6 separate regions of the Mus musculus genome follow, and all the other regions are linked to region 6. Evidence: chromatin contacts called from public HiCAR-type, HiChIP or PLAC-seq and promoter capture Hi-C data. All regions are on one chromosome and are shown on one strand. The core of a region is the stretch at or near the end of the contact, and the rest is flanking DNA. Distances in the headings are between cores, read along the strand shown. Region 1 holds the start of Capn7 (calpain 7). Region 2 overlaps Colq (collagen-like tail subunit (single strand of homotrimer) of asymmetric acetylcholinesterase). Region 3 holds the start of Sh3bp5 (SH3-domain binding protein 5 (BTK-associated)). Region 4 has its middle 19 kb from the start of Colq. Region 5 holds the start of Bap1 (Brca1 associated protein 1). Region 6 holds the start of Ncoa4 (nuclear receptor coactivator 4).

Evidence for each region. Promoter capture Hi-C pulls out the DNA fragments that hold promoters and counts their contacts. HiCAR-type assays count read pairs that join an accessible place to other places. HiChIP or PLAC-seq counts read pairs in DNA pulled down with a chosen protein or histone mark. Capture Hi-C pulls out chosen DNA fragments and counts their contacts.
Region 1: a contact with region 6 is called in a HiCAR-type map of astrocytes, with 2.5 times the contacts expected there. The contact joins the promoter of Capn7 here to the promoter of Ncoa4 in region 6. A contact is called at or near these places in 18 of 39 promoter capture datasets (the 3T3-L1 cell line, 3T3-L1-derived adipocytes, the C10 cell line and 13 more), 3 of 484 Hi-C or Micro-C datasets (CD4 T cells, regulatory T cells and uterus) and 2 of 115 datasets of contacts at active chromatin or transcription factors (astrocytes and bone marrow-derived dendritic cells).
Region 2: an H3K4me3 HiChIP or PLAC-seq map of bone marrow-derived macrophages shows a contact between it and region 6, with 2.6 times the contacts expected there. The contact joins the enhancer-like site here to the promoter of Ncoa4 in region 6. A contact is called at or near these places in 1 of 39 promoter capture datasets (hippocampal neurons) and 2 of 115 datasets of contacts at active chromatin or transcription factors (bone marrow-derived dendritic cells and bone marrow-derived macrophages).
Region 3: a promoter capture Hi-C map of pre-B cells shows a contact between it and region 6, with 2.8 times the contacts expected there. The contact joins the promoter of Sh3bp5 here to the promoter of Ncoa4 in region 6. A contact is called at or near these places in 2 of 39 promoter capture datasets (cranial neural crest and pre-B cells) and 1 of 9 other capture datasets (pancreatic islet).
Region 4: an H3K4me3 HiChIP or PLAC-seq map of bone marrow-derived macrophages shows a contact between it and region 6, with 2.2 times the contacts expected there. The contact joins the enhancer-like site here to the promoter of Ncoa4 in region 6. A contact is called at or near these places in 3 of 39 promoter capture datasets (the C10 cell line, the SN4741 cell line and pre-B cells) and 2 of 115 datasets of contacts at active chromatin or transcription factors (bone marrow-derived macrophages and large pre-B cells).
Region 5: a contact with region 6 is called in a promoter capture Hi-C map of adipose tissue, with 3 times the contacts expected there. The contact joins the promoter of Bap1 here to the promoter of Ncoa4 in region 6. A contact is called at or near these places in 4 of 39 promoter capture datasets (hippocampal neurons, liver, neutrophils and 1 more), 1 of 484 Hi-C or Micro-C datasets (embryonic stem cells), 3 of 115 datasets of contacts at active chromatin or transcription factors (bone marrow-derived dendritic cells, embryonic stem cells and memory CD8 T cells) and 2 of 9 other capture datasets (adipose tissue and liver).

The regions. Positions count from the first base shown.
Region 1 is chr14:31,335,180-31,338,348 of GRCm38.p6, reverse strand. Capn7 (calpain 7) reads right to left here and starts at 1,711. Exons shown (of 21, transcript NM_009796.3): 1 at 1,366-1,711. The coding sequence starts at 1,467.
Region 2 is chr14:31,567,766-31,570,866 of GRCm38.p6, reverse strand. The region is part of intron 1 of Colq (collagen-like tail subunit (single strand of homotrimer) of asymmetric acetylcholinesterase); the gene reads left to right. Among named protein-coding and RNA genes, the nearest start is that of Colq, 8.1 kb to the left of the region's middle. Within about 2 kb of position 1,521, at least 81 of the 459 cell types and tissues checked have an H3K27ac peak or open chromatin away from gene starts, as enhancers often do. A contact at or near this core is called in bone marrow-derived dendritic cells and bone marrow-derived macrophages, where this site is marked.
Region 3 is chr14:31,434,839-31,437,943 of GRCm38.p6, reverse strand. Sh3bp5 (SH3-domain binding protein 5 (BTK-associated)) reads left to right here and starts at 1,844. Exons shown (of 9, transcript NM_011894.3): 1 at 1,844-2,133. The coding sequence starts at 1,987. Gm35907 (a long non-coding RNA gene) reads right to left here and starts at 2,710. Exons shown (of 4, transcript XR_383329.4): 1 at 2,626-2,710.
Region 4 is chr14:31,594,699-31,597,678 of GRCm38.p6, reverse strand. No RefSeq gene overlaps it. Among named protein-coding and RNA genes, the nearest start is that of Colq, 19 kb to the right of the region's middle. Within about 2 kb of position 1,253, at least 42 of the 459 cell types and tissues checked have an H3K27ac peak or open chromatin away from gene starts, as enhancers often do. A contact at or near this core is called in bone marrow-derived macrophages and pre-B cells, where this site is marked.
Region 5 is chr14:31,250,185-31,253,377 of GRCm38.p6, reverse strand. It overlaps Bap1 (Brca1 associated protein 1), which reads right to left and starts at 1,889. Exons shown (of 17, transcript NM_027088.2): 1 at 1,724-1,889; 2 at 1,599-1,628; 3 at 1,424-1,478; 4 at 318-450. The coding sequence starts at 1,760. It overlaps Phf7 (PHD finger protein 7), which reads left to right and starts at 2,063. Exons shown (of 11, transcript NM_027949.2): 1 at 2,063-2,673.
Region 6 is chr14:32,158,300-32,161,300 of GRCm38.p6, reverse strand. Ncoa4 (nuclear receptor coactivator 4) reads right to left here and starts at 1,414. Exons shown (of 10, transcript NM_001033988.2): 1 at 1,291-1,414. It overlaps Msmb (beta-microseminoprotein), which reads right to left. Exons shown (of 4, transcript NM_020597.3): 4 at 2,974-3,001.

The sequences.
Region 1 (3,169 bases), core at 462-2,961, 820 kb after region 6:
CACTTTCTTTTTTAACTTTCTAAAGGATGAATTTTAATTCCTAAATGACAACTTCTAAAAGGAAAAAAAAAAAGTTACATAGTATCTTTAGTTTTAGAAAAGGCTATTTACATTGAGAAAGTCTTACAATGTAGCCTAAGCCAGGTTGAATTCAGTGATCCTCTTACCTCACTGTACTGGGGGTGGGAGGGTTTAAAAGCAAATTAGTAGGTGCCACCACACTAGGCTATATGGTAGTAGTTTGCTGACTTAGAATTTGCTGAAGTTGTTTCACAAAACTACAGCAGAATTTTCTTTTAAAGAACTATCACCTGGTAGTCAGGCATGGTGGCACATTCCTGTAAATCTCAGCAATGGGAAGGCTAAGGTAAGGGGAAGACAAATTTAAAAATAGCTTCCACTATATAGCAAGAACCCCGAGAACGAGGGCGACAGGGCAGGGAGACACCGACACAGACACAACACAGACAGATACACACACACACATACACACACACTCGGGTGTGGTAGGGAGGTAGGATTGTAAAATCAAAATTAAGAAACTTAAAACGAATGATCCTAAAACAAAAGTGTCTAAATATAAGGTAGGTTTTAAAATAAAAATAGTAAAATATTAGCAGAAAGCAAACCACGCTTTACTGATAACACGTAAGCATAAGGGGGAAATTTTTACTACTTCCGTATAATCAAGGAAAAGATGCCCATATCATGACGATACAACTGGAGGGGTGTGTTTGCAAACCTTCAGGACTGGAGAACACAGGATGAACTGCGGAAGTGCATACCCTTTGACAAGCAACTGTGCTCCCCATCATCCAAAACAAGTATCACATTTTTTTTAAAAAAAAGCTCTAAGGATTTTAACTGCACTACTTCAATGCTGGAAAGCCACAACCAAATACAGAACATGCTGTAAACGTAGCACATGCAAGCAACCAAAGGTTATCTAGGTACAATGCAGAAGTGAGATGTCAAAATAGTACAAACGATATGATTCAAGTTTGGGGGTAAGAAGGCGTGTATACACACATACACTCAGAAAAACAATCATGGAGACATACATCGAATGCTAGAGTACGATGAATTTTTTTCCTAATTTACTTTTTCTTTCTACCTGGAACGTGCACTATTAGCATATTCTGACGGATTACCCAAGGTTGGCCTCACATCAAGGGTTGCATCAAGGCCAACAGACAGCGAACAGGGTGTTCACTCCCCATCCCACCTCGGCCGCCACAAGCAGCAAAGCGGCGGGCATCTGCGGCCTGACAAGCCGGACAGCCCCAGCAGGACCCCGCCCCTCCGCCTTGGGTTCCGCCAACACTCGATCGGGTGACGCGGCCGGAGCCGAGTGCTTGTCCTCACCTTGTAGTAAAACACCGCCTCAGAGTAGCGGCCTTCGTGGTCGCGCTGCACTGCCAGCCGCGCGAACTGCACGGCGTCCCGCTCCAGCGCCGACGCGTCCATGGCGCCCAAGGCCCCACGCCGGGGGAGGCAGACAGGCCCTGACGCGGAACCCCGACGCCCGGAGGCACTGCGGCGAGAACTGGGGACCCCGCGGGTGGAGTGGCAAAGTTTACTTTCGAGGGCGGCGGAAGAGATGACGGAGCCCCACTACCTCAGACCCGCCCGGAGGACTGCGAGCTCCGAGCAGCCCGGGCTCGGAGCCCTCGCGGCCGCCCCCACCCCTCGCGTCCTTGCTCCGCCCATCAGCCGCATTGCGCAGGCGCAGTCGACCCCGGCCGGGAGGGGGAGCGCTCCCGCCGAAGCAGGCGGGGCTCAAGGCGATCGTAGGTGGGCGGGGCCAGAACAATGTCCAGTGGGATTGGACAAGAGGAAGCAGGTGCCAGGGCGAAGCTGAGGGCTCCGCTTCCGCCTGCTAGAAAGAAGGTGCCAGTGCCCAGGAGGTTGTTGGAGAGAATCAGGGGATGGCTTGAAAGGAGCATGCGCGTTATGGAGCCCTTGGTCCGCTAAGTGAGAAGGGTAGGCGGAAAGAAACAATCAGTAGCACCTCGTATTGCCAACTGGTTTAATTAGAAATAAAGATATGAAATGAGGCTAGGAGGTGCTTTTGAGATGCTCTGGTAATGTTCATTTGACAAACTAAAGTATGACCTTCTACGGCTCCCCAAGGCACACCGAAGTGTATTGTTTGAATTGTCTACAAACCAGATGATGTATTTTTGACTTGTATCTTAGGGCAAGTTGAAGGTTGTAATTACATAGTAAATGGTAGTGTGGTTGCTTTCTTTTATCCCCTTAAAAGTTTGAATTCAGCAGTGATGAAAATTAACTAATGGCAAGTGCCAGAACTTGGATGAGATTCAAAATCCATGCTGTGTCAAAGTAGCAAGTCTTGACAAAATTATACACTGTATGATCCCACACATAAGAAACATTAACGCAGCATATGGTGACACATTCCTGTAAGCCAGCAGTCTGGAGGCTGTGGTAAGAGGACTGGGCCAGCATGATCTACACAGCAAAAACCCTGAACGACCCCAGGAGGCATATGTCTGTTGTAGTGGAGCACTCTCCGTGCAAACATGAACACAAATCAGCTGGAGATATTGCTAAGAGTTGATTGTGAGCCTGGCTGTGGTGCTCGCTTTTAATCCCACCACTCCAGAGGCAGAAGAAGCAAATCTCTGAGTGCTTGGCCAGCCTGGTCTTCAGAGCTCATTACAGGATAGTAGTGTGGCCACACAGAGAAAACCTGTCTCAGGGAGAGAGAGAAAAGGAGTTGAATTGATTGTGATCCAGTCTAGAGTGGTATCAGCTGTCTTCAAGCTCAAGAAAGACTCCTTAGTGATGCTCATGCTGGTGGTTCAGGATATTCATTATCAAGGTCACAATGGGGTGGATGTTACTACTGAAACTGGTCAGTGTACAGCTAAAGAGGCTGTGGTCAGCATCCCTGAGCATCATGTGTGTCTCGACCCTCCACCTTGCTTGTGCCAGCTATGAATGTCTGTCGTCCCCTTCCTCCATTCTTACAATCTCAAGCCTTAGCAATAAGATTTTCTTCATACCAATCCCCTGAAGGGGCTTTTGTTCCATGTCACCATCCCCTAGAGAAGCTCTTAGTGTTTAGTCTTGGATGGCCCCTCACAAATGAATCATGAGACAGACAAATGATCTTGCAGATGGGTAGTTACACATTTGTTTG
Region 2 (3,101 bases), core at 272-2,771, 590 kb after region 6:
GTGAATCCAGGGGCTTGTACATTTTAGGCAAGCACTTTAACATGGAGCGACATCCCCAGCCTCTGCCTGGCTCTTAGAAGGACACTTGCGATTACATTTAGGAACCCAGATAAGCCAGGATTGTTTCCTCATTTTAAGTGTCTTAGTTACCCACAATGCCCCATTCACACAGAAGATAGCATTTACAACCACCAAAGCTCAGCTCTAGATACCAATAGGAGCCGTTTGGTGGACCACACTTACCTCATGCTTTGTTTAGATGCTATGGGATTTGAAGCAGACAGGAGTGTGGCTACCAGCAGTTCATCAGATCTCAAAAAACCCCAAAGAGACCACCAGGAACCACAACTCTGATGCAAGTACATGAGAGTCTTTATTCAGGCTGTTGAGCCTGGGCCACAAACCTTTCTGATGATGGAGCAAGATAGGAGGGCAGCCCCCAGGTCTAGGGGAAAGGGGTTTACACAGGAAAAAAACACAGGTGGGGGTTTCCAAGCCTCGGTGTTACATGAGAGGGTAAAGGAGCACTGGCCTTTAAGCTAACTGGTTTACAGCACCTGGTTAAATGGCAGGGAGGGAGCACACATCAAAAGGGAGCACCTGGACCTGGGAACGACTTAGGTTTTCTTAGCCCACTCTGGTGTTATCAGCCAGCTGCAGATGCTTGTCTATTTTGCAACTGCCAGGGACATTTCATGCTTTTTCTCAGACCTCAAGGGTGGGGCCCATGCCTCTCTCAGGGCAAGTTAACTTAGAATGGAGTCTTAAAAGCAAAATGGAGTTTATTCTGCTACCTCAGTCTCTTCACCGTGAAGAAAATGAAACTTGATGTCCCTGTGAGGTGTTTTCCTGAACTAGTCACCACATGGGTCACTGGGTTTCAATACTACTGGGCATCCCAGGAAGACAGGGATCTGGGATAGTTACAAGCCAAGTCTTGGGGACCAAGCTTTCTCTTCTCCTGTGACATCAGGAGTAACACTTCCAACACTCTGCTCCCTGGGGTTTCGGTTTTTATAGTGGTGTGACTATAGGCTAATTGCTCTCATGGGGCTAAAAGGATCTAAGCCACAAACACTTGGTCAGGATTGAGGAGGATTGTTGTGAACATTTCAGTGCCGGTCACTACCATTTGTTGCACCCAACCAAAAACTGAAATAACTTTTTGCTTAAAACACTTAGTGAATTAAAGCAAGAAGTTCATATTTCTACCACTTTTTGTTTGCAAACTAGGCCTTAAGGAAAGCTGGTGCTGGGCAGCTAATCAGGCAAGAAGGCTCTCCTTCCCTAGTGACGGGCTTCCCCTGATGTCTTAAAAATATACCCTGGCACTTGTCCATGTGTGAGCCCCAGGCATTTCCCGATTCACATCCATGCTCATCTCCCCATGGCAACCAATGAAAACATGGGGGGAGCTGCTTGTTTGAGAGCTGGGAACAGCTGAAGGAAGCTGGTGGCTGGTGTGGTCTTTCAGTCAACTGCTGGGATAAGGACTGAAAAGAGGAAAGAGCATGAATGAACCGCGCAAGCCCCTCCCTTTCCGGCCTCCCCCTTCTGCCTCCCCGTTTGGACTTCCCTGCACCCTCCTCTGCTCATCCCTCAGCTGTCTTCTTTTGAAGAGTTTGGGAACCCCCCCCCCCATCAGCTGTCTTCTTGCTTCAGGGACTTCCCTCTGGGACTCGTGCTCCTGGGAGGCCTGCCCAACTTCAGGCAGAGGGTAAAACTCAGAGATAGGTGACCACAGCCATCCTACTTACAGAAACCTGCGTACTCAACTGGAGCACCCCTGTTGGGTCTACCCTAGTTCAGACCAGCGGTGAACGTGTGCCTTATGTGAAGAGCCTGCAGGGTTTCACTGTCGGGAGAGGTCAAAGCTGGTTGGTGTACCACTTTGTGTCCATACAGGGCCAATCTTCCACCAGCATCTTTATTAGGGTAGATCTCATGGCGGTCCCTAGAAGCTTCCAGATGCCCCATGATCAGACAGAAACCAAAGTCTCAACATGGAGAGCTAATGTTTGGAGGGGTAAAGACTCCGGGATCTGGAAGGCAGCAGGGCCTTGTGAGAACCATATTGGGTTGGCTGACATACTCCCTCACTAGTGGGATTTCTGTGGGAAGCAGCAGTAAACTGCCTGAGTTGGCTCAAGGAGAGAGTCAGGCCCAGTGGATGAAGTAATGGACAGTTCTCAGAGGAGGCAAGAATGGCCAATGAATATATGGAAAAATGTTCCACATCCTTAGCCATCAGGGACAAGCTAATCAAAGCTGCGCTGATTCTTTCATCCTAGTCAGAATGGCTGTCCTGGGATAACAAGCTGGGCATGGTGACCTGCCCCTGTGATCCAGCACCAGGGAGGCTGAGGCAGGAGGACTGCAATGAATTGGAGGCCAACCTGGGCTACAGACTGAGACCTTACCTCAAAGAACTGAAAAGGAAAAGGAAGCAAATGCTGCCACGGGTCGGGCGGGGGGGGGGGGGGGTGGAATCCTACATACAGGTGGCAGCAAAGCAAAACTCATGAAGCTTTGGACAGTGTGGAGAGCTTCAGCAAACAGGAGAGAGCCACTGTGCGGCCCGGCTGCACCACTCCTGAGCCCACCCAGAAGGACTCCGTGTCAGCGCTCTTCAGAGATGCCAGCACACCCGTGTTTATTATAGCCCTAGTCACAGAGGCCAAGATATGGAAGCTGGCTAGATGTCCATCTACAGATGCAAGGATAAGGAAAAGGTGGCGGGTAAACACAGTGGGGTGTTTCCTCAGCTGCAAAGAACAAAATTACACCATTTTCAGGAAACCGCAACTGGAGATCATCGTGTGAAGCAAAATAAACTAGATTTAGACAAATATCATGTTTCTCTCATAAAAGGACTCTAGACACTATTTATAAATGCAGAGATATATCTATTTATAATTATGTGTATAATTATTAAAACATTTATTGTACACATATGTCTATATATATGAAATAGGAAGGAACCTATATGGAGGGAGGAAATACCTAATGGAGGGAAAAATAAGACAGGGTAGCAAGGAAGAAAGACAGAAGATAATCTCTCATATGCTGAGTCTCTATTTATGTGCAGTGTGGTTGTGTGC
Region 3 (3,105 bases), core at 595-3,094, 720 kb after region 6:
CTTGTGATACTCTGGGGTTTGCCTCAGGTTATGGACTGGAGGTTTTGGGTCCTGTGCTGAACTCTTAACTCCTAATAGTCTTAGGAAGTGACAAGGCCAGGAGGGTAGGAGGTCTGAGCAAATGGGACTAATATACTTCTTAAAAAAGACCTCAGAGATTTTCTAAGGCTTTCTTCCTGACATAAAAGTTTGTTGAGCAGTTGGAAGTCCACAAGCCCAGGAGGGCCCTCCTCAGAACCTGACTTTGCTGTGATTTCTGGCCTACAGAGTTAGAAGTGGGTGCCATTTAGAAACTGTGGTATTTTGACATAGCCACCCTCCCCAACAACGGTCCTTCCTTTGGAGTAGTTAGCAAACTGTTTCCTGCTGCCTGGTGGAGTTACTCCTGTATGTCTGAGAACTTGTAATATAAAGGGTTTGTCACTCTGTGCGTGTGGTACACCTTGGTGGCAGCATCGGGGATGGGTGTGTGTGTGTGCACCAGCCGGGCAGTGGTGACACATGCATTTAATCCCAACACTAGAGACAGCCAGGTGGATCTCTAAGCTCCAGGCTAGCCTGGTCTACAGAGCAAGTTCTAGGACAGCCAGGGCTACACAGAAAACTCTGTCTCCTCCCCATCCCACCAAGGAAGCCAAAATGGTGGTGTGTGTGTCTATAATCTCAGTGCTTCAGAACCAGAGGCAGTGTGACTATATATACAGTGTTAGCTGTATAGTGAGCTCTACAGGAGGAGTGCCTGATTAAAAATGCAGCACATGGGAGTCTACCTTTGGAAAATCAGAAGGTCGAGGCCAGTCTGAGCTGATAAGAGCTTGACACCAGCCTGGGCCGAGGTTGTTTCAAACAAACAAAATGAGTGAGTGGGAAGTCAGTAGACAGACCTAATACGGGAAACTGTTGGAAGGGAACACAGGGTCAGGCTTTTCCAGAGGGGAGATTGAAGCACGGGAGGCCTGTGGTACACGTGAGATTCTCTGGTACTGGCTTTGAAGAAGACTGACCAGTTGAGAAAGAGGACAGATACCCCTTTGCTTTGCTTCTGAGGTGGGGGAAAAGGCAGGATCACAGGCTCCGAGAACAACTCTCTCAAGCAAAGCTGTCCTCCAAACTCCCTCTACAAAGTATCCACTTTGCTCAGGGCATCTGACCAGGTAGTCCCTGACCTCACAGTGGCCCTAGCACCTGTAAACGTTCAGAGAAACCTGTCCACTGTTAGCCCTTTTGTGATGCCCAGTTGGCTAGGCAAGCTCTAGCTTGGTGATGTTGGGCAGAACCACATAGTTCCTACACTGGGCAAGCTTTGCCACGAGCAAGCAGGGCAATCTCTTTAAAAAGCCGCCCGATCCATAGATTTCCCCCCCCGCCCCCCCCAGCTCCATGGGCTCTTCGTGCATTCAGAATATCCAGGAAAGCCCTAAGAGCTCATGCCTTCGCTTGCCGAGCTTTGCCCAGCAGACTCCAGGCTATGATGTCCACTCGGTGGCTGGACCTGGCTAGCCATCCTCTGTCTGCTGTACAGACAAGATTAGGGTAGAGTTCCCTTTTCTGTGACTCCAAATAGACACAAAGGTAGCTTTGAAGAATGGAAATCACCCGAACTTTCCTTCTGTGCCTTGATCTGCTTCACTGGAGGCAGGAGGAAACTACCTTAAGGCGGCCCACGCTCGGGCTGGTGAGCCACTGGGCGGCACCTCTCCTAGTGGCCATGGCCGGGACTCCAGTGCACTGGGCTTTTTGTGACAGAGTGTCGGGTGACACAGGCTATCACGGCGGCCTGGGCAAAGTGGGTGCGGTGTACTGCGGGCCGCTGCAGACAGGGGGCAGCCGCGCCCACTTCCTCTGCCACTCCGCACTCGCCGGCGGAGCACCCGGGGTGGCAGCGCTGCGCGCTCAGACCTACCCGGCTGCGGCGAGGTGGCCCTCGGTGCGTCCGGATCCCACCGTGCGCTTTGCGACCCGGCTGCGGCGCGTTCGGCTGCCCGCATGGACACGGCGCTGAAACGGAGCCGCTCTGACGAGCCGGCGGAGCTCCCGCCGCCTGCCCGGGAGGTGGAGGAGAAAGAGGAGGAGGAAGAGAGGATGGAACAGGGCCTGGAGGAGGAGGAGGAAGAGGTGGACCCCCGGATCCAGGTAGGACGCGTGACAGGAGCCCACAGCCGCACCCCACCAGGGCTACCGTGGAAGTCGGCATCTAACGCAGACACATGCCTTACAGCCTCGCGTGTTCGCGGTCGCGGGGTGGGGGCTGCCTAAATTCAGGATCTTCACCAAGGGTTGGAACACCCCATTTCACGGTCTCCCTGCGGAAGGCTTCGGTGCCCGCGTGAACGCGGCCTGATTATTGCGGGGATCCCTGCAGACCCTCGGCCCAACCCGAGGGTCCCTACTACACGACCAGCTGTTCAGGCGGATTGCAACAAAGGAAAAAGGGGGCGGGGGCCCCGAGCGGAGTCGGGGTACCTCAGCGCCACGCTTGGAGCACTGCACAGCCTCGGGGCTGCAGCGCAGCGTTATCCCACCTGCGTGGATGCAGACATCGTGGTGGGCGAGCAGGGCAAGGTGGCTGTCGCTTGCCCCTGTAGTGTGGGCTGCACCGGTGTGGGGTGCCTCGTGAGCCCTCACCTGGCCTGGGCTGCCGTCCTCTTCATTGTCAACACATGGTGGGCGTCGTTGCCGTTGCCACCGTTGGCACTGTGTTGCACTTGGCCTGAGACTGTTTAAAACCCTCCTTTTCCTTGTGAGGTCAGTGTGAACGTCCACCAGGGACAGCTGCTGCGCAAAGCCGACGCGTGGAGGCAGGGAAAGCAGAGAATGCCTGGCTTTCTGTGCCTCCATTTCCAGGAGAGAGAGTTAAAAAACAATTTCCAGGAGTGACAGCTTAACCTCTTCACCTTCCTAAGCACAAAGCAAATTCCTTTTCATGACCCGTTTTGTACCCTTTCCATAAATCATTTTTTAAAAAATAGCTATTAAACATACTTTGCAATTTCTGGATCCATAATTGGTTTTAAGTGCACAGATAAAGAAAAAAAAAGAGCCTGCTTTAAATTCATCAGTTTGGCTTAAATTAATTATTTTGTCAAGTCAATACACTAAAGATCA
Region 4 (2,980 bases), core at 4-2,503, 560 kb after region 6:
CAGAAGAAAAAGGCGAAGATGGGGAAACCCGATCAGGGCAGGTCTTGGGTAGTGTGGGGCTGTCCCCAGTTGACTCCAAGTAGCACTGACAAACTTAGGGCAGGAGGATCCAGAATGGAGAGCAGATAAATGTGGACCACAAAGGGGAAAACTGGGGTGCTCAGCCTGGGATTGGTTGGTTTACGCATGAAAAGTGAGCTGACAGCCACTGCTGGTGAAGTTTGACTTCACTGGGACCAGAGCATCCCACCAGGAGGGGCAAACCCCCAGGGTCAGCGCATCCCTCCATACAGGAGGAAAAGCTGTGGTTGAAACAGTGTCCCTAAGTGGTCAAGTCAGTAGGAAACGACATCTGAGAAATTTTGTGTCTTATTTGTTACTTCTTTTTGTTTGTTTTGTGTTTTGTTGTTATTTTTTAAGCTTCATTTGTTTTTGTTTGTTTGTCTGTTTTTTTTTTTAAGATAGGGTTTCTCTGTAGCCCAGGCTGTCCCAGAGCTCTCTCTGTAGACCAGGCTGTCTTTGAAGGCAGAGATCCTCCTGCCTCTGTCTCCAAGTGCTGGGATCAAAGGCGTGCGCCACCACCGCTGGGTATTCTATTAGAGAATAGCATCTTTCAGTTTCCTGAAGTTTTGTTTTGTTTGCTTGTTGGTGTTTGTCCTTCAGCAAGGTTTTTAAGGTTTTATGATACTGACATTACAGAACTTTTGTTAAATTTGTTTCTGGACACATATCTGTTTCATTGTCAATGTAAATATGTTTTCAACTTCCACTGTATTTTATGTTTAATGTTTGCATATTTTGTGTGTGGATTCTATACCTAATGAATATTTTCTTGAGATGACATTTCCTGTAACTCTAGTTGACCTCGAATTCACTATGCAGCTGATGACCGTGAACTTCTGATCCTACTTCCTTGACCGTCTAAGAGCTGGGGTTACAGCACACATGACTGTGTCCCATTTACTCACTGCTGGGGATGGAACCCAGGGCTTTGTGCGTGTTATGCAAGCTCTCTGCCAACTGATCTACAGCCTCAGTCCTGAGGGACTCTCAGAGACTTCTCCTTTCTCACCCAGAAGCTAGTTCTCGAAAAGCAACGGTCAGTGTACTGGCAAACAGCTGTGCTTCTAGAGGTCTGACACTCAGCACATCCCTTACCTCCGTCCTTCAGAAGCAAAGGATGATGGGAAGCCTCCAGTGAGCGTTTCCTGAGCCTGCAGTGTTTTCTTATTGTTACAGTATAGATTTTAAATGTTCTCCAAGAGCCCATATGCTAAATGTCTGTGGCATTGTTGGGGCGTGGGGCCTAGTTGAAGGAAGTTTGTTCTTGAAGGTGTATTAAACCCCGACCCTTCCCCTATTTTTGCTTCCTAGTCGCCACAAGGCCATCATCTTTGCTCTATTATATATATGCTCCCTAACACAGCATCCTACCTTGCCACAGTCCCCAGTGGGGCCTACCAATACAAACTGAGAAACCATTAGCTGAGATGTTGTTTCTTTTGTTAAGTTGATTTTCTCAGGTATTTTAGTACGGCAGCGAAAAAGCTGACTATCAAATGTCTGCCCCTAAGGTATTAACAACACTGGGAGTGGATTTCTAACATTGCTGATCGGTTACTTTTTCCTGAACTGCCTTCCTTCCAGTCATTGAGGCCAGTGATAACGACAAACACTGAAACAGCTGTAGTTGATTGTTTTACTTTGTTTTGTTTGTTCTTGTTTTTTGTTGTGTGGTCTTAATCTTTAAAAATCTTGGCCAGTTTCATCTGGTAAATTTGCCAGGGTGGTAATTTTACCTCCCTTTCCCATATAGGAAACACAAGTAAAGAAGGCCATTGTAGTGCAGGTCCTCTTGGGAGACCAATGATAATGCATTGACTTAGCCAGGGTCCTCTTGGGAGACCAATGATAATGCATTAACTTAGCCAAGGTCCTCTTGGGAGGCCAGTGACACCACCTGGGGACTTTTGAAAAGGTTGGCTAAACTGTCAGGCAATGGTGGAGGTGGGACCCCAGAGGGAAGGCTCAGATGAAGAGTCCACGTTTCAAGAAGTTAAGGAAAATGGAACCAAGCTTCTCCCAGAGAGTTCTCAGGTCTCTGGGAACAGGGCCACCTTCTCATCCTTGCTGGACTCATTGTGGTGAATAACACAATACCTGGAAGGTGTGGCCTTGGTACAAATAGGTGTGGCAGATCTCACAGTGGCAGCTGGGGCTCTGGTTTCAGCTGTGCATCCTGGAAGGAGTCTCTAGGCTGCCCCCGGCATAGTCTTGAGGTCTCCTTGCATTTAGGGGACAGGTGTGTGTGTGAGTATGTATGTTGTGAGTGTGTGTGAGTGTGTGTAAGTGTGCGAGTATGTGTGTGTGAGTGTGTGTGTGTGTATGTGAGTATGTGTGAGTGTGTGTGTGTGTGTGTGTGTGTGTGTGTGTGTGTGTGTGTGTGTTTGTATGTGTGTGTACAGAATTCATTCTGCAAGACAGGTCTGCCATTTTGGACAGATAGTATCTGGTGGGGAAAGGCTTTGCACATGATGAGCTTGTGCCCAGACTGTTTCTGCTTTGGTAGGTTTCAGCCTCTGGGAGCCTCACTTTCTCTTCTCTCTAGGGAGGGTGATAGAAAAACTGAGCTTTGAGTTGTGTGGTATATGTACTGCTCCCAGAAATGCTTAGCAGCCAGCAGAGCAGCCTCCCACTCCAACCTCTGTTCACATGCTGGCCCCTTGTAACCCTTTGGTGAGCAAAGTCCCCACAACCACCCGGTGACCGTGTCTGACAGTTTGGGGAGGGCACATTTCACTTGGCAGTCTTCCTTCCACACCTCAGCACAGGGCTGAGCTGTACTGTTAGCTCAGTAAAGGCCCATTCATCTGAGGCAAACTGAATTAGCCAGGCAGTCGGCAGCCAGGAAGTCACATGCTGCATTCCCAAACCAAGGAGAAATTAGTTTTAAATTATTTGTTGGTTGCTATTACCCATG
Region 5 (3,193 bases), core at 640-3,139, 910 kb after region 6:
TGAAGACTAAAAAGAAAGATGTCAACATCCTTTAGTTTCCTTTGTCTTACCCAGTCTTTATTCATTTAACATGAACCAACTAAAATACCTCCTATCTAGGGACATGGAGAATGTACTAAAACACCACCAACTACAGAGGTATTCCCTCTAATGAAAAAGAGTTAGGTCTGTCTGCCACAGGGTTTCTGCAACAGTTTCTCTTGGTTCCAGTCTAGCGCTTCTTCCTGCTCCCCCACTGCCACCTTCCACACAATACCAGAAACAAACAAAGACAAAAATAGCATCCTGGCCCGAAACAAGCGCAGAACTCAGCAGACCTGGTGAGCAAAGAACATGTTATTCACAATATCATCATCAATCACAGACGTGTCATCCACCAACGTAGAAACCTTGCGGCGGGACCTGCGCTCTTCGATCCATTTGAACAGGAAGATAAATCCATACACAGGCCTAGAGAAGCAAGAGGCAGATGACAATCAGCATCCCCTTCTTTCTCTCCCTAATCCTTTGCACTGAAATGCTCTTGCACTGAGTCCCTCACTCTTAACCAAACTGTATCCAACATGGCTCTGAGACCTCAAACCCCAGAAGCCTATCACAGGCAGTCAAGTATGAGCCTGAAGCTCTCAAACCCCACTCGGTCTATGAGGTCTAGGCAAGAGAAGAAGGAAATCTGGAACTGCTGGCCCAGGATGGAGCAAGGTAGGGACACAATAAAAGGCACAAAAACGTTGATGAAGAATTAAGTACCAACTCACTGGTGGACCTCGGCCTCCAGTCCTAGTAAAATGAGTATAGTGCGTGAACTCCCAAACCAGTTCCTTCCCTTGGAAGCAGTTAGGTTCTCTATGCCTCTATTCTATAGATTTCCAAAACAAGACTCTGAGTTTAGGTACCTAAAAAAGGCCTTCTCACACTAACCAATCAATACAGGACAACTGTGTTCAGTTTTGTTGACACATGGTCTCACTAAGTAGCGTAGGTTGGACTCAAACTCAGAGATCTGCCTGCCTCTGCCTCCCAAGCATTGGGACTAGAGGAGAGCGCCACTAATGGTCAGGACAAATGTTGTGTGGTGATTAAAGGCACAGCACATGTGGTGATGTAATTAATGGACTGTACACTTACAAAAAAGGTGCAACACTATGCAACGGAGGGTTCCGGCTGCAAAACCAGAAAGGCAGCTCAACTGTACTCCACGAGTGCTTAGGGTTAAAAGGAGGGCTACAGCTTTCTAAGGAGAAACACTGAGGAAAGACTGAGAAGAAAAGAAAAGTCCAAGAGGGCACCCACAAAGAGTGACACTTTCTTATGTGATATTTTATATAGCTCAGGTTTTCTAGTACTGCCTCCCTTGAATGGGGTACTATTCCCCTGCCCTTTCTCGGCCCTCCGGAGGTAAGGGGGCGTCCCAGCCACTCACCCCTGGCATTTACTCTGAAGGTCATAGATCTCCTCCACTTGCACCCCTTTGACACCTACGATCAGGAAAGGAGAGGTCGGCAGGGCAGTCCCAGGCTCTGCTGCGAGAACTCAAGGACCAACCCCCACATCCACACCAGCCAGGGACCGAAGGTCGTGGGTAACGGGGTTCTTACCGAAATCTTCCACCAGGAGGGTGAAGAGGCCTGGGTGGGACGACAAGAAGAGGGATTTGTCATGCAGGTGCGTCCGGGGCCCATCCGGCCTCCCCAGCCCCCGGCCCGCCGAGGCCCCTCCGTACCTGGGTCACTCTCCAGCTCCAGCCAGCCCTTATTCATCTTCCCGCGGAGCGGCCTCTCAGCGCCATGTCCAGGCCCTGCTAAACCCGCGCCGCCCCCAACCGGGAGCGCCCACCGCCCTTAGGGCTTCTCAGCCCCGCACAGACAACGGGCCGCGCCGCGTCACTCGCCCGCGCCGGACGTACAACGTCATCATCACACGACGAGCCTAACCCGGGGGCTGGTCTTCCGCCGGCCGAACGGCGGGGGCGGAGGCGGAGACAGAGGCGGGCATGCACGCGCGCGCGCGTCGAGGCGAGGGCGCGCACGTGCGGAGGGCGGGGCGGGCGCGCGGCCGTTAGCGGTCCTCGTTTTGGCCACAGTCCGCGTGACCCCATCCCCCCTCAGCACGCTCGCCTCCTTCGACGGCGCAGTCACCGCGCGGGGCGGCCGCCCGTGAAGTAGTTACCACGTCTTGTGTCAACGACTAAAGCTCCGGGACAGCGGCGCCCTCGGCGACAGCTGGGTGGGCAGCCTGGGCTGAAAGCGGTGGCCCGTAGCTTCCGTGAGAGCGAGCAGCGGAAGCAGCCTCCAGCCTGGCCTCGCCACAGCCGCCCGGCAAGGGAGCCCTGGCATGCGCGGAATGCTCCTTGAGCCCTCTTCTGACTGTTACCTTTGGGGGACGGTTGTGGCCACACTGACGTATTTTCCAAATAAATCGTTTATTCTTGCGGCGGCGGGACCGAACACGTTAATATATTTTTAATTTACCCAACACTTTTATCCAGTGATACAACTTGGTAAGCGTTTCGAGCGAGCATCCGCCGGGTTAGGAAATCGCGGACTGAGCAGCTTGCATTTGCCACGACCGTCCTCAACTGTTTTGAAGATTCCATCTTATAACTACCAGTGTGCACAGACTACTACTCAAGTAACGTCGTGTCCCAGCGATGCAAAGAACTGAAATCTCAAGGTTTATTTCTATTTTAACACAGTCGGGTTTAGCGCCAACATACTAGGAAGTAAAGTAGATCCCCGTGGGGACACGGAAAGGTTCCAACCCATCTCAGCCCATCCACGTTTAGTAAGAAAACAAACTGATGTTAGCTCTGCAACTGCATCTCCTGTGTTGGGAAAAGCTAGCGTGAAGTTTTGATGGCTTGTAAGCAGTTAGCAGTTAGAAAAGTCTGACATTCATGAAGAGATTCAGAATCGCCAGCCTTGACTTGAGGCTCTGGATACTGAAGTATAGTATATCTCTGGAGGGACCTAATTGACTGAGGTCTTTTAAGAAATGCTGTCCAAACCCGGCAGTGGTGGCGCACGCCTTTAATCCCAGCACTTGGGAGGCAGAGGCAGGCGGATTTCTGAGTTCGAGGCCAGCCTGGTCTTATAGTGAGTTCCAGGACAGTCAGGGCTACACAGAGAAACCCTGTATCGAAAAACAAAACAAAAAAAGAGATTTATTTTATGTATATGAGTACACTATAGCT
Region 6 (3,001 bases), core at 165-2,664:
GTGTGGTGGCACGTACGTCTGTAAACCCAGCAGAGCCAACAGGATCCCTGCAGCCAGTCTCAAGCAAACTAAACAAACCAGGCTGGAGAGATGGCCCAGTGGTTATCAAAGGGCCAGAGTTCAGTTCTTAGGGCCCACATCAGGTGACTCACAATGGCTTGTAAGGGGATCTGACACTCTTCTTAAACAAACAAAAAAATCCACAGAGCAAATCAAGCGACCTGCTGAGCAGTACAAATTAGTCTCCTGTTTGTCACACAGGATGAAATTCTTTCCAATGTTCTAATGTACTTTAAAAGTTCAGAAACATCACAGTGGGATGCTAACGGAGAACCAACAGCCTTACCTGTCCCATACACACCCAGGGAAGTAACTCAAAAGGTCTATGACCATACTCCAAATTACCAAGTGGGTGGAAAGTCAAGTCCTTCCAAAAGGACGCCAGGGTGGCAGGCCCTTACCTACTAAACAACACTAGCAGGAGAGCTGTGTGCAGGAGGGTCAGATAACTCCAGCCCCTCTGACTTGTCATTCTTGAGCCATCCTCCCAAGTTCCAGCCTGTAGCACTTAAACCCATACTGTTCCCACCGCAAGGGCTAAGTCACATCAGGGCCGGGAGCACGTCCACTTCTTTACATTACTATATCCTCAGTACCCTAAGCATATAGCAAATGAACGCCCGAGCTATGAATTAATGATTCTGCAAGCTCTCTCTTCTCATCAGCTGAAGGGACGAATCAAACGATTTAAAGGGACTGCTGGGAGAAGGAAACGGATAGTGGGCCTCCAGAAGTCATTCCACCTTGCCAAACCACTAGGAATAGGGGCAAATGTGCACTGGGTCAGTAATGGAAACCAGGCCCGCCTGGGACCAGAGAAACAGGGCTGTCACCGCTATAAACCCAGAGGACAGTCAGGGCAATGTAGGGAAAGGGATGGAAGAGAAGCATTCAGGCTGCAATCGTGGCCCAGGAACGAAACATGTCGACAGGACAGAGGAGAGAAGACAGATCCAGCGCTTGGGCATGAAGGAAAAGTGGTAGCGTCGGGACGAGGGGAGGGAGAGGAGCTCTGGCCTGGCGCGACGCGGGGACTGGAGAGGCGATCACAGCAGACGTGACCTGGGGAAGGGAAGGGCCATTGGGCCCCGCGTGCAGGCAGGTGGGATGGTGGTCCCGGACCCGAGGGTCGGGAAGAATGGAGGGGAGGGCAGGACAGGCCACAGGCCGGAGCGAAGAAGGGCACAGGGCAGAAGAGGAAGCGCGCCCGCCGGCCACTCTCGTCCTTACCGGCTGGCAGCGCTCCTTCCGGTGATCCGAGCGGACCTTAGACCGACCCAGACACTTAGCCGTGGAAGGATCCGGACCCTGAAGACAGAGTTCTCGCGATAGGATGGCCTCCCTACCACGCTTCTCGGTAGTGTTCTGACAGTCTCGCGAGATTTCCTTCCGCGCCTGCGCAAAGTCTTCTTAGAGCTCAACGTGGAGGCATGCAGTAACACTCCCTGCCCTTAGTCTGGATCATTTTCGTGCCTATCAGTAAGTCTCTAATCCCAGCACTCCGGAGGCAGAGGCAGAGGCAGGCGGATTTCTGAGTTCGAGGACAGCCTGGTCTACAGAGTGAGTTCCAGGACAGCCAGGGCTACACAGAGAAACCCTGTCTTGAAAAAAAAAAAAAAAAGCACTTCCTGTTCTTGCAGAGGACCCAGTTTTGGTTCCCAGCCACCTACAGGATGGCTCACAACCACCCATACCTCCTGGTTCCAGTGCCTTCTGACCTCCAAGGGCACCAGGCGTGCACACGGTACAGATGTATATATGCAGGCAAAAAAGAGTCATGCAAATAAAGAAAATAAACTCTTTTTTTCCTCTGGGGTTTGTGGTGGTTTGAGTAAGAATGGCCCTCTCGGGCTCACGTGTTTGAATGCTTACTGATGAGAAGATGGCTCTACTTAGAGTGAGTGTCCTTGTTGGGGTGGGTGTGGCTTTGGGGGAGGAAGTATGTCACTGGGGGTTGGCTTTGAGGCTTCAGAAGTCCAAGCCAGGCTTAGTGGCTCACTCTTTCTTTCTGCTGCATGTGGATCTGGATGTAGTACTCTGAGCTACTTCTGCCTGCAGGCCACCCTGCTTTATGCCATGCTGATAATGGACAAAGCCTCTGAAATGGTAAAGATGGCCCAGGCAAATGCTTCCTTTTGTAAGAGTTGCCATGGTCATGGTGTCTCTTCACAGCAATAAAACAGTGACTAAGACAAGGCTGATGGGCTTTATAACTTAGGAAAAACATGCTACATTTTTTTTTAAATATTGAGTAAATAAATGTCAGAATTAATGTTACAGTTTCAAGTCAGTGTATTTTAGCTGGTCTGTATGCCACACCTAACTGACCCTAGAGCTAGGCCCCACCACCCACAGAAGTCCGGCTTCTGAGTTTCCTGTCAGACTGCGTGAGGTCTAGAGAGCCCCTTCTCCAGTATCTCTAACCTGTTCTAACCTTATGCAAACACAGTGTGATGTGGGGACTCGATAAAGAGGGGGTACCTAAGTAACTGGAAGGAAGGATAAATGAGAGTACCAGGGACAAAGAAGAAGTCTGGTTTCATCATGAACACACATGCTTTTTTCCATTGTAAAGCAGAAACAGATGGTTCTGAGCCACCATGTGGTTGCTGGGAACTCAGAACCTCTGGAAGAGCTTCGGGGCTCTTAACCACTGAACCACTTCTCTAGCCTAAACCAGAAACAAGATGCAGGCAGAAGAGCCTTATTTGTAGAAGTGGTGGAAATGGATGTGGGCCCCATAGGAAAGCACACATGCATGACACCTGTTGGAGCTCAGGAAAGATGCTGTAACTGGTACCTGGTATTGTTGGGTTGATTTGTTTGGTTGTATAACATGCATTAAGTTAATACAAATATGGTTGGCAAACTTGTTTACTTGTTTACTTGTTTGTTTTTTTATTTATTTGAGTTTTTCAAGATATGCTGCCTCTGCCTTCTG